Regions from separate parts of the Mus musculus genome. Here all the other regions are linked to region 3. The links are chromatin contacts, called in public HiCAR-type and promoter capture Hi-C maps. All regions are on one chromosome and are shown on one strand. The core of a region is the stretch at or near the end of the contact, and the rest is flanking DNA. Distances in the headings are between cores, read along the strand shown.

Region 1 (4,285 bases), core at 1,608-4,107, 1.1 Mb before region 3:
AGAACTCAGGAGGCAGAGGCAGGTGATCTCTATGAGTTCAAGGCCAGCCTAGTCTACAGAGCTAATTCCAGGACAGCCAGGGCTACACAAAGAAAACCTGACGGGGGGGGGGGGGGGGGGGGGGGGGGGGGCCAGACAAGGGGAGGGAAAGACAGAGAGACTGACAGAGGGCACTCAATACCCTGGCCACTGCCCACTGCATCAACACAAATAGTCACACACACACACACACACACACACACACACACACACACACACACACAAGGCTGTTTTTCCTTTCTTTAAAGAAATGGGAATTGACTTCAAGCAACCTGACAGGACACTCATTAGGAGATTACAAAGCAAATAGGAATTCAGATAATCTGAAAAGAGAGCCAACAATTGGTGTTGGCATGGCATAGTCATGGCAGCCAGGCATGTCTTCTCTACACTGAGCAGCCAGGCATGTCTTCTCTACACTGAGGCTGTTTAACAGAACCCCACTGGATGTAATAGTGCTTTTCCCCAAGTTTATGACAACCAAAATTTTCTCTAGATATTGCAAGCAAATTCCAGAACAGCCAGGGCCTCAAAAAACAAAACAAACAAACAAACACAAACCCTTGGCGCTGGCTCAGGTTTGGATCTCCAGCATACACAAAACTGTCAAGTACAGCGCCCTGTGTCTGTAGCCCCAGGAGGGAGGTAGCAGAGTCCTATAAGGCACTGGTCAGCTGTGACACTGAGAGCTCCAGGATCAAGCTCAGTAGGAGACTTTATCTCAAAAACCAAGATGGAGTGCAGCAACCAAGGCAGACGCCTGGCACTGACTTAGGCAATACGAATGCACACACATGTGCACACACAGATGTGCAAGAATGCCTGCAAATCTTATCTGGGAAAGCTGAATCAGAGAATCCAGAGGCATAGCGAGCCCTGAGCTTCATAGAAAGCAAAAAATGAGGTAGTAAGGTGGGAGTTCTTTCTCTTACACACGGGACTTCCAGATATAGAAAAAAATATTCTTTTTAAAAAGCTTACTTATATACATATGCGTACTCCATTTGCATGTATGTCTGCATGATAAAAGAGGGCATCAGATCCCATTATTTAGATGGTTGTGAGCCACAATGTGATTTCTGGGAATTGAACTCAGGACCTCTGGAAGACCGACTAGTGCTCTTAACCACTGAGCCATCTCTCCAGCCCAGAAAAAATATTCTTACAACCTATTTCGGCACTATAAAGTCCGTTGTGTATAAAACCACCACATATATTTACATGCATGATAAATTTCAGCATTTGGCTAACACATTAGCATTAATGCCTACCTCTTTCCACTCTAAGACCTACCTGCTGATAATTCTTTGGTTTGCTTTTGGGGATTTTTAATTTTTGAGGTTTGTCTTCATAACAATCCTCCTGCCTCACCAAGAAAGTAATGGGTGTAAAGGTGTTAACCAACATGCTTGGTCAGCTATTACCTTATGTTTTAAATTATGCTTGTCTACATGAGAACAAATGAGTGTGAGTCCCCCCGGGGTGCAACACATGGAGTTACATTTGGTTCCCAGTGCACCGTAGTGCAGGGAGCCAAACCCTACTTCTCTTCAAGCCTGGTACACGCTCTTAACTGCTTTTTTTCCCAGCTATTCTTGGATTCTTTCCATGCAAAGTTCACTAAAATGATGCAGGTTACATTTGAGAAAAGTGGGCGGAGGAATTTCTCTTAAGACGTGGGTGGAACATAAGCTAGGAGTTAACAGAACAAATCGTGTTGCAAAGCAAAGGCTACAGTTGGTTTTGTTTTGTTTGTGGTACTAGGGGTGGACCCCAATGCCTTGCACACATCAAACAAACGAAGAAGCATCTTTTAAAATGGTGCACCGGTAAGTTTAAGGAAGCCAGCGAGGAGTTTCACTGTGACTAAATTAGTAGTTTTGAAGGTCTGCTGCGACCTGCTTTCCCTTAAGTTTTACTGTGGGTGTTTAATCCTGCCGTCTTCCAATGAAACAATCACATTTCTTTCTTTTTTTTTTTTTACCTTGAATGTGGCAGACATTGCTCCCAAAAAAACTATTTTTAGTAAATTCACAAGGCACCTTTAAGCTTTGTAAATATAGCAAAGCTTCAAAGGCCCACACGCCGTTCTCCTCCAAGGATCAAATATCCCACAACCCTCGGTGTTTTGTTACTATCTAGCTAACTACTGTATATAATCACATATGATTTTATAATTCTAAACAAGTGTGGGAGGCCGTGTCAACCACTGAGGATGCTGCTCCGCTCCCGCCTCCCGAGAAGTTTACACAACATAAATAACGGTCTCCTTTGTCTTCTCTGCGCTCCTTAGCCGTGCCCCACGGCGCTTCCCCAAGTCAGCATCCTAACGGGACCCCGAGGCGTTCCCCGCCGCGCTCTCGGGATGCGGGGACGACCGCAGCTCCAGGGCGAGACTGCGGCCCCGCGCCCACCCTGCAGCCCTGGCTGCGCGGCCCGCGCCGTGACTTCCGCTTGCCGCGAGGCCGGCGGGCGCCCGGGCGGAAGTACCGCGGGGAAGGAGGCCGCCCCGGAGGAAGGAGGCGCCCGCGCTCGCCGCCGCATCCCGCATCCCGCTCGCCGGGCCCCGCGCCAGCCGCCGCCCCGCGCCCTACCTCGGCCGCTCGGAGCCCGGCCCTCAGAGCGCCCAGGGGCCGCCCATAGGCAGGAAAGCTCCCGCCCGTTCCGTTCACTCCGGCCGCGCCCGCTCCGGGCGGCCCTGTCCAGTCACGGCAGAGGGCCGGCGGCGGCGGCGGCGAAGGCCACGCCAGCGCCCGACTCCCTGGAGCCCTCACCGCGGGGCCCCGGACGCGGGAGGAAGAAGCCGCCACAGCCCCGGAATGTGAGCGCCGCCTGCGCAGGCGCAGGCACGCCTAAGTATCGCGAGACTCTTCGCGCGGCCCGCGAACGGAGTGCGCAGGCGCGCGCGAAGCGGACGGTCCCTGTGCGGAGCTCCAGTCCCGCCAAGATGAGCGAGCGGATGGTCGGCTCGGTGACTTCCCAGAATGCAGGGTCACTCCGTGACGCAGGCATCGTTTGAAGCCCGCTGCAGTTGTCCAGAAGCCGTTTACACAGCTGTTTGAAAACGATGTTTGCTCATGCCTGTCTGCAGCCCTTAAGACTCATTCATTGTCTGGGGGCTGGAGAGATGGCTCAGTGGTTAGGAGCACAGACTGCTCTTCCAGAGGTCCTGAGTTCAAGTCCCAGCAACCACATGGTGGCTCACAACCATCTGTAAAGGGATCTGATTGCCCTCTTCTGGTGTGTCTGAGAGCTACAGTGTACTCATATACATAAAATGAGTTTGGAGTCAACCTGGGCTACAGAGCATGAACAAACAAAAATAAACCAGCAGAAATGTTAGGCACGGCAATATGAGTAGGCACACGGGTGACTCATCATGGTCAGGGTTCACAGCAGAGGTACCAGTAAAGCTTGCTTCTTTCCTGCAGCTAGCATCTCAGGGGTAAGGTGGAGCTCCCAGCCTTACCTCAGTCTTTGAGAATTTTCTAGCCATGGTACTTACTATCCTTGGGCTTCAAGTTAGCTCATCTCCAGGCAGCAGAAGTATTCCCAAATAAATCTAAAAGAAATGTTGAAAATCCTTAGTCATCATGGAAATGCAAATAAAAATGATTCTGAAATCCCACAATGGCTAAATAAATAAATAACCAACTCAAAACTGGGCAGTGGTGGCGCACGCCTTTAATCCCAGCACTTGGGAGGCAAAAGTAGGCGGATTTCTGAGTTTGAGGCCAGCCTGGTCTACAGAGTGAGTTCCAGGACAGCCTGCCTTGAAACCCTCCCCAAACAAACAAACAAACAAACAAAAAGACTCAGTGTCTGCCCTTTAGTTTCTTAAGGGTGGGTAGGGCAGGACTGCCCATATCCAAACATGAGAATATTCAGATGGTGATGGTGTTAGGGCTCTCAGATGTAAGATGTGTAATAATTAAGGTATTTTATGTGGGGTGCCCTGTAGTATTTAGTTTTTTTTTTTTTTTTAATCCCTGACATCTCTACAATGTGCCATATCCTTTATCCTAAAAGGCGGAACCACTAGCCTAATTCCATTTGGCGGTATTTCCTTCTGAGTCGCTTGGTTGTAGAATTATCCTGGATTCAGAGTTCTTACTATAAGCCCGGAACATGAAATTGATAGTATTGGGCTGGAGTTATGGCTCAGTGGTTAAGAGCACTGACTGTTCTTCCAGAGGTCCTGAGTTCAATTCCCAGCAACCACATGGTGGCTCACAACCATCTGTAA
Region 2 (4,569 bases), core at 124-2,623, 1.0 Mb before region 3:
GTCAACTGTACGCAGGTAAATGGGTGAAAAGGACCTTCTGCGAAAGGTCTGGGGAGTCTGAATTTCCTCTTGAAAGTAACAGGATCCAACAGATACTAAGTCAAAAAATGGCAAGGTCTTATTGTTATTTTGATTCCAGCAATACAAATATAATAATTATAACAGCAAGATCAAGAAAGGTAATTCAGGCCGGGTGTGGTGGCGCACGCCTTTAATCCCAGCACTCAGGAGGCAGAGGCAGGCAGATTTCTGAATTCGAGGCCAGCCTAGTCTACAAAGTAAGTTCCAGAACAGCCAGGGCTATACAGAGAAACCCTGTCTCGGACCCCCCACCCCCCCAAAAAAAGAACCATGGTCACTGGCAATACACCCTTTATACGGAAGATGCTACAGGTTTTTTTGGTTTGCAAAAATTTCAAGCTGCTCCACTCACACTTGGCTTGTTTCCCTGAACCTAAGTTTTAACCCAGTACGCCAAGTTTTCATTCTCCCTACACAGTGAACCACAGTACCTTTCAGACTGGCTACATACATACCAGTCATCTCATCTTTCAAGATGATGATTATAATAATAGTAGTAGTAGTAATAATATCATCATCATCTACCTCAAGGTCCTAATCCGTTATTAAAACCTAAAGTTTTGAAGACACCGTAAGGTGCCCGCGTGAAAGGTTTCACAAAGAAGCAGGCAACATAGTAACAAAATGTATCCGCGGAATAAATGGCCATGGAACAGGTGTTTTTGTTGTAACCCAATAAAAGCCGGTCCTGCACATATAGCAGGTGCGTAAAAAAGGCCTGCATACGCTCCTTCTAAATGACTTAGGCAGAGAGGCCCACGTGCGCACGAAAGTAACCCAGAGTGGAGGCAAACAATGTTGTGAAGACGAAGAGGAACGGGAGTGAACCGGCTCTGGGTTGACCCGGGGGATGAGGCGGGAGGCTCCGTGATGGGCGGGGTGGGGTCAGGGGGACTGTTCCCGCTCAGGGCTCGACCGGTGGTCGCAAGCTCACGGCAATCGGCTGCCCTGCATGCCAGCTGCGCCTCGTCACAGCCCGGGTGACCGGGTCCTCAGCAGCCACACGCGCGGCCACCCGCACTCTACCCGCAGCGCCGCTCCCTCCACCCGCTCGCTCCCCTCCGAGCCCAAGAAGCCGCTCGCCCGCGGACTCACCGAGACTCCCGGCCCATGCTGCCGGCCAGCAGAAGGCCTGCGCCCTCGGGGACGATGCGCAGGCCTATGAAGAGGACAAAGGAGGGAGGCAGCAAGCTCTCACGGTACCGAGCGAGGACCGGTCCTACGAAATGGACAGAGCTCCAGCAGTGACCGCCATCAGAGCGTGGCCAACGAAAACAGGATGTGCTGGTGCCGGGGTGCGGAAGGAAGGAGCGGGCGGAAGGAAGCGGCTGCTTCTCCAGAGCGCCACCAACCGACTGGAGGCCGCGCGGCGCGGGCTGCGCCGGCAGCAACAACTTACTTTTCTAGCGCAACCCGCAGCCCTTTTTGGCGCTATGGAGTGTGCCATCAGCCAGGTCAGCCTTGCAAAGGGTCTTCGCTGCAGACCACCGAGGAACCTAATGCAGCCTGCGGCTCTCCCAGGGAGTGTGTCTGTTTGCCTTAATCTGCATTAACTAATGCTCCTGTCTCCTTATATGCTCCGTACTGAGTCACTTATGTGTATGCCAGATCCTGACAACTAATAGTAGTGATGTGTCTTCGACACAAGGAGCATCATACTGAAGAGGAAAGACTCTTCAATATGAGATGTGAAGACTTAGAATCTACAGAACAGAGATAAACTGCACTAAGGATTATAATAGTTCTTAACACTGGGAAGCTTTCGGGGCAGGGGGGAATACATGATCCGTTCAACCGCTCAGGAAATGGGGCCCAAAGGCACCAGACAAAAAGCACGGGCCTCCCTCTTGCTCTGGCTCTTTGTCTGGATCACTCCATTTCTGCTTATTATCTTTATATTCACATTTTGACCTGTCCTTTAAGTGTTTTACTTACCGAACTTACCCCTATACTGGAACAAAGAAGCCCTCCCAAAGGATTTCCTATGCCTACAAACACCTCAAATGACCAATCAGATTAAAGACAACCTGGCCTTGGTAGAACAAAGCAAAGCAAGAGCAAATAGATTCCCTACCTACAGAGGTCCTCCAAGACTGCAAAAGACTAACTTCATGACTGCAAAAAATGGAGGCGTCTATGCCTTCCTAGGAAAAGGATGTTTTCATGAAAACCAATTAGGCCTAATAAAGGGAACCACTGAGCAACTATTTTAAAACAAACTCAAAACCAGAAAAGGAACAGACAATGCATTCTAGAAGAACACCTGGATGCCTGGGGCCATGCATCACACCATTGGCAGGTGCGGTCATTGGTTTTTGGTTGGCTGGTTGGTTGGTTGGTTGGTTGGTTTTCTGAGACAGGGTTTCTCTGTGTAGCCCTGGCTGTCCTGGAACTCACTCTGTAGACCAGGCTGGCCTCGAACTCAGAAATCCATCTGCCTCTGCCTCCCAAGTGCTGGGATTAAAGTCATGCGTCACTACTGCCTGGCCTATTTTTGTTTGTTTGTTTGTTTGTTTTCTTTGTTTATTGAGACAGGCTTTCTCTGTGTAGCCCTGGCTGTCCTGGAACTCACTCTGTAGACCAGAATTTTGGTTTCTTTTTTTTTTTTTTTTTTTTTCTTTTTTTCAAGACAGGGTTTCTCTGTAGCCCTGGCTATCCTGGAACTCACTCTGTAGACCAGGTTGGCCTCGAACTCAAAAATCCACCTGCCTCTGCCTCCCAAGTGCTGGGATTAAAAGTGTGTGCCACCACTGCCCAGCCAAATTTAACATTTCTGTTCGAGTTTGGTTTTAAAAGATACTCTGCATAGCTAAAAAGATTTCTCAGAGGTAAAGAGCCCTTGTTGCTCCTGCGGAAGATCTGGGTTCGATTCCCATTACAGACACGGTGGTTCAGAACCATTCATAACTCTAATTCCAGGGGCTCCAATGCTCTCTTCTTACCTCCCTAAGCACCAAGCACACATATGGTATAAATACATACAGGCAGGCAAAACACACAAGATAAAATGAATAAATCTAATAGGAACAATCTTAAAAGACATGTAGCTCAATGTCAGACCACCAAGCTGGTGTGCACAAGGCCTGAGTTTGGTTGCAGCACAGAAAGTCAAGGCAAAAGACAAAGACACACTTGTGAGAATGTACAAGAGAAAATTCCCAACTATGACTGTGACTAGAGAAGCACATTTTTGGTAGAGCTGGAGAGGCAGGTACACAGTTAAGAGCAATTGCTGTCTGCTCTTGCAGAGGACTTTTGATTCAGTTCCCAGTCCCCACAGGGCCGCTCGCAACTGTTTACAACTCCAGGGGATTCATCTGACTCCCTCTTCAGGCCTCTGCAAGTACCAGACATGCACAAGGTACACAGGCAAACATGCAGGCAGGACACGCAGACACATCAAATAAAACTAAATCTAAACAAAAAAGAGATGAATACAAGATGCATAGAATATAAACCTTTAAAAAAATGCATAGGGCTGGAGAGATGGCTTAGTGGGTAAGAGCACTGACTGCTCTTCCGAAGGTTCTGAGTTCAAATCCCAGCAACCACATGGTGGCTCACAACCATCTGTAATGAGATCTGATGCCCTCTTCTGGGGTATCTGAAGACAGATAGTGTACTTACCTATAATAAATAAATAAATCTTTAAAAAATAACGTATAAATACTTGGGTAACTGCCCACCCCTCAAACGTCAGCGTTAGTGCTAGGCAGGCATCCTGTCTCCAAGCTCCACTACGGCCCACGGGTACAAACTGTAACCACGTCTCCCTTTAAATATGTACGTGTACATCGACTCAAGAAACGATACATCTAGCTACCTCTTTCAGGCTTTGTGTTCAAATTTTTAAAAATAAAATGTACAGACTTCTATTAGTCAATCTAATTCCATTCGCTTTTATTTTGAGGATGGTTTCATTTCTCAGGAAGGAATGACAGAAATACAAAGTGCAGTCTTTTAGGCAGGCTGAGACCTGTCTATCTAGTCGCCTAAAAGGACTAGCCTGGGCCTACAAGAGGGATTACAAATCTCAGACATTAGAGGAAAAGTGGAAGATTGGACTTCTAATTAAACAAGAGAAATCGTTAGTGCTGTTCGTTAACCTAGTTGGTTACTCAGACCAGTACTGATACAAAGTCAACCCTTTTAAATCAGGGAAACGATTACATTGGATTTCTGTAAAGCCAAAGATTTTGATGAAGGTATAAACCAAGTTGCCCCTTTTAGAGACTCTGCAGTGTAAAAGAGAAGTTGTTGTCATTTGTAAACTTCTAAGTTCCTCGGGTTTCAGGGTACTTCAGGACCCCAGTAATCAAGCAGTTCATGACAGAAAATGAAGGTGAAGAAGTAGACGCAGAGGTCCGTGAAGACCTCGCCCATCTTGCTGTAGGTGTCCATGGACCGGTTGATCACCTCAGCGGGAATCCCAGACAGCAACAGCGCAGCTGTCAGCACCGTCGTCTTCACCTTCTTCTCGCCCTGTAC
Region 3 (4,424 bases), core at 1,659-4,158:
CAGATGTGCCTCCCTCTTCAGCTATTCCCCCCTGTGGACTTAGGATAAGCAACAGTGACCACACCTTCTTCCCCTTCAGCAGAGGCCGTATAACAGGACTTTAAGCCATTACGATCTACATGGTGTTTGAAAAGATTTGGGTAATTGCTAACAGTATTAGTTCCCTAAGATTGCCATTAAAGAATACCAAAAAACCTGGCTGCCTTAGAGCATCAGAAATCTGTTGTCTCAATTCCGGAGGCTAAAAGTCCCAAATTTGGGAACGACCAAGCCACGCCCCCCAGAGATGCTAAGGCAGGACCTGTGCCTCTCGTAGCTTCTAGTAGCTCAGGTATCCTTTGGTTTGCAGATATAGGTCTCCAGTTTTGCTTACACCCTCACATGGCTGTCTGTGTTCATCATTTTCCCATGTATAATTTGTGTGTCCAATTTTTTTTCTTTTTTTGGTTTTTTTGAGACAGGGTTTCTCTGTATAGCTCTGGCTGTCAATCTTTTTTTTTAAATATGGATACGAGGGGCTAGATATATGGTTCAGTGGTTAAGAGCACTGGCTGCTCTTCCAGAGGTTCTGAGATCAATGCCCAGCAACTAACTACATGGAAACTTAAAACCATCTGTAATGGGATCTGATACCCTCTTCTGGCATGCGTGTGTACATGCAGAGAGAGAGAGGGGAGTGGGGAGAACTCCTAAATAAATTTTAAAACAATGGATACCAGTATTACTGGATTAAAGCCCACCTTAAAGACTGTATTTTAACTATTGATGGTCATGGCTGTAAAGTCCTATTGCCAAATAAGGCCTAAAAAATTAAGAGTTGGAGTTCGACTTTTAAATGTATTTTAGGGGGTGGGGGCATCATAACACTAGGTGGACATTACCTTTAAATACGGCACCATCTTCAGCTCCTTATGCCCTGTTCTTGCATCCTGAGGGCTTCACAATGCAGTGTTCCACACTGGCAATATGCCTTGTGGTTAAGATCATGATGGAGATACAAACACCTAGCTCTAGTCACGGACCTTCCACTCAGAGATTGAAAACATGTCAGGGCCCAAGAAATGTATCTTCACTTTCTTCCCTTTCCCCTTCAGGAGGTATTCAGAGAGGCAGGGTGACCCATGGGAGGATTCGGTTCCTCAAAGCAACACAGTGACTACAGATCACAAATGCCTTTGAGACGCCTGTGTCAAAAGCTGGAGTGGTAAAGAGATCAGCAGAGTGGAGGGTCGCAGAGGAGGCTGCACCGGAGTAAGAGAAGTAGTCAAAGAATGGTGGTGGTGTGTGTTTGAACATCCTGACTCACAACAGGACCACGACAGGCCTCATCTACAGGCTACAGAAACTTGGAAATTGCTGGCAAACTTTCCCGTATTACATCAAACAGCTCACTGAATTAGAATCCCAAGAATGAACATTTGGGAATCTCTACTTTTAACCAGTGCCCCAAGTAACTTGACAGTGCCGAGGAAAGTTTGGATAGCACTAGGCTCTATGTTCCTCTTTCACAACTGGAGAATAAACCTCCGGCCTCACAATCACTATGTACTGTACTGCTGAGCTGTACCCTCAGGCCATTTTAAATGATACAGAGTCTAAGTTACTCTACTGAGTGATCTTGCATTTTTTTTTTTTTCCGAGACAGGGTTTCGAGACAGGCTCTGTATAGCCCTGGCTGTCCTGGAACTCACTCTGTAGACTAGGCTGGCCTCAAACTCAGAAACCCACCTGCCTCTGCCTCCCAAGCGCTGGGATTAAAGGCATGTGCCACCACTGCCCGGTGATCTTGAACTCTTGAAGTCATGTGCAGTCAGGCAAGATTCTTTCTTCTCCCTCAACCTTCAGAACAGTTAAGGCAATAGGCATGCACTGTCAGACCTAGCTGATTTTTAAAGGCCAGTCCTACTGACAGCCTGTTCCCTCTTAAAAATTTAAAGGAAAAATCATGGTTTTGATCGTAGGAATGAGATTAAGAAATAGTTCATCACATACAAGTGTAATAAGCTTTTATTAAGTAATTAAGGGGACGCATCACAAATAGAAGCATGCAACCCAACTGAAATGAACCTGGGATTTTGGGAGCGGGAGGGGGCAGCGGTGGAAGCGCAAATCAGTTACAAAATCGGCCACTTCCTCACCCAAATGACAATAAGGTCCGGTCTGAAACGGAGGGAGCAAGTCTGACAGGGATGTCTGTTGTTCCTGGGTTTTGTAATGGTTTCCATGGCGCTTTAAGACCCGGCTATACTCAGGCTTGAGACTTCATAGCAGATGCCGCTAACCCCAACAAGATGGCTACGACCGTGAAACCCTGTGCAGCGATCCGGGTGCGCATCATGAGTTGGGATCGGTGGCTCTGGCCGCGGTGGAAGCAGTAAAGGCCATAGGTGAGGGCAGCCGCCGTCCCCAGACAGCCTGGGGAGAGGACAACACACGCGGGAGGCAACAGGTCGGGTCCTGCAGGTCCCTTAAGGATGTAGCCCGTCCCAGCTTTCCCAGAGCCACAACAGGAGGGCAGTTCTACAGTCTGCTTCATCTAGTCCCAAGCCCCGCAATGCATTCCGATTCGTTTCAGTCACCCCCCACCCCGCACCGTCATTTCGTCACACCTCTGGTCCGCTCCCCTTCCCAAACCCCAGGCTTACTTGATCCACCCCTATTTCCTTTCCCTACGAAACCGCTGTCCTCTCGGTCTTCCGTTCCTACAGCACACACTTACCTATAGGCACCATTGGGTTCTCACGGGTCTTGCGAATAAACTTTTCCTTAAAGCCCTCTGGGTTGGAGTAGACCGTGGGGCTGAAGCCCTCGATAACTGGGGGCTTGGACGGATCAAAAGGCGCCTCTGGACTCACAGGACCGGGAGCCGCCATACCCACCAGCACAGAAATAGGTAGGACACAAATCCGGACACCGGACCCCGCCTTCTGATGAGGTCACTACGGGGCGGGGAAATAGCTTGCTGAGTGTAGCACGCAGGCGCCATTGCCCGTTGCTTTCTGGGAGTTGTAGTAAGTGAATGTGGAGGCACTAACTACTAAAACTACATTTCCCAAGAATCCTTGCGCGCACGGGTGGACGGAGACTATTAACACGCGGCTCTGAGAGCGTGGTTCTTGAGTTTGAGCTGCTGTTTCAAGGGTTTGAGCTGCTGTTGGGGCAGTTAGCGAGATGCCCAAGGCTAAGGGAAAGACTCGGAGGCAGAAGTTCGGTTACAACGTCAACCGAAAGCGTCTGAACCGGAATGCTCGTCGGAAGGCAGCGCCACGGATTGAGTGGTGAGGGGCCAGTTTGGAGGCGGGGGCCTGGGCTGGGATCTAAGGTGAGGTGACAGAATCTCGATTTCTCTCTCTCTCTTTGATGTTAGTTCCCACATACGACATGCCTGGGACCACACCAAATCCGTGCGGCAGAACCTGGCGGAGATGGGGTTGGCCATGGACCCCAACAAGGCGGTTCCCCTCCGTAAGAAGAAGGTACTGATAACGCAAAGCACTTTCCCCATCTCCACACTAGCCGCTTCCTATTTTCCTTCCCACCTGACGTTCCTTCACTGAGCAGAGTTTCAGAATTTGTTCTCTCTCTCTCTCTCTCTCTCTCTCTCTCTCACACACACACACACACACTTACTTCCCATATTTGTGATAAAGTCATTTTGCTTGCACTAATTCTGGTCAAAGACCTTTAACGACCTCCTTTATTCACGCCCCCTCCTCTGCTTACCATTTCTTCTCAGGTCAGTGGAATTTTCTAGAATGTATCTTTTTCTGTCCCCCAGAGCTTGAGGGGTTTTTTTTGTTTTGTTGTTTTTTCGTTTTTCGAGACAGGGTTTTTCTGTATAGCCCTGGCTGTGCTGGAACTTACTTTGTAGACCAGGCTGGCCTCGAACTCAGAAATCTGCCTGCCTCTGCCTCCCAAGTGCTGGGATTAAAGGCGTGCACCAACACCCCCCGGCTTACCCCAAGAGTTTTTTTTTTTTTTTTTTTTTTTTTAGTAAAATTATAACTAAGCACTGGCAGGTAAGTCCTCCCCATGAAGAAGCTATCGGACATGGCTCCCTGTAACTTATAAAGCGCTCTTCATGCACATGGTTTTTGTGGTGCTACTACACAGCAGAGTAAGGAAAGCATAGATATAGGCAGAAAGATGAATTGCTTGTTAAAAATATTACTGTGGGTGTCATATGCAACTGTATGAACATATCATGTGTGGTGTGACATGTGAGTGTGAGCATTAACATACCATGTGTGGTGTGACATGTGAGTGTGAGCATGAGCATACTGTGTGTGGTATGACATGTGAGTGTGAGCATGAACATACCGTGTGTGGTGTGATCTGGTTCTAGTGACTTTGGGCAAGGATTTTCTGATACAAGACATAGTTGTGTTTCCATAGGGAATGTCCTTCCCTAACGTTGGTCAAAC

What was found. Promoter capture Hi-C pulls out the DNA fragments that hold promoters and counts their contacts. HiCAR-type assays count read pairs that join an accessible place to other places.
Region 1: a promoter capture Hi-C map of liver shows a contact between it and region 3, with 2.5 times the contacts expected there. The contact joins the promoter of B230219D22Rik here to the promoter of Higd2a in region 3. A contact is called at or near these places in 4 of 39 promoter capture datasets (the C10 cell line, liver and pre-B cells), 1 of 484 Hi-C or Micro-C datasets (pre-B cells) and 1 of 9 other capture datasets (adipose tissue).
Region 2: a HiCAR-type map of astrocytes shows a contact between it and region 3, with 4 times the contacts expected there. The contact joins the promoter of Ddx46 here to the promoter of Higd2a in region 3. A contact is called at or near these places in 4 of 39 promoter capture datasets (the C10 cell line, liver, neutrophils and 1 more), 2 of 115 datasets of contacts at active chromatin or transcription factors (astrocytes and pancreatic cancer cells) and 2 of 9 other capture datasets (liver and macrophages).

What each region holds. Positions count from the first base shown.
Region 1 is chr13:55,691,696-55,695,980 of GRCm38.p6, reverse strand. B230219D22Rik (RIKEN cDNA B230219D22 gene) reads right to left here and starts at 2,857. Exons shown (of 2, transcript NM_181278.2): 1 at 2,634-2,857.
Region 2 is chr13:55,631,803-55,636,371 of GRCm38.p6, reverse strand. Ddx46 (DEAD box helicase 46) reads right to left here and starts at 1,373. Exons shown (of 23, transcript NM_001282055.1): 1 at 1,177-1,373. The coding sequence starts at 1,193. It overlaps Caml (calcium modulating ligand), which reads right to left. Exons shown (of 4, transcript NM_007596.2): 4 at 3,956-4,563. The coding sequence ends at 4,372.
Region 3 is chr13:54,588,715-54,593,138 of GRCm38.p6, reverse strand. Higd2a (HIG1 domain family, member 2A) reads right to left here and starts at 2,908. Exons shown (of 2, transcript NM_025933.3): 1 at 2,720-2,908; 2 at 1,992-2,415. The coding sequence starts at 2,873. The coding sequence ends at 2,249. It overlaps Nop16 (NOP16 nucleolar protein), which reads left to right and starts at 3,065. Exons shown (of 5, transcript NM_178605.4): 1 at 3,065-3,278; 2 at 3,368-3,476. The coding sequence starts at 3,172. It overlaps Cltb (clathrin, light polypeptide (Lcb)), which reads left to right. Exons shown (of 6, transcript NM_001347512.1): 6 at 1-753.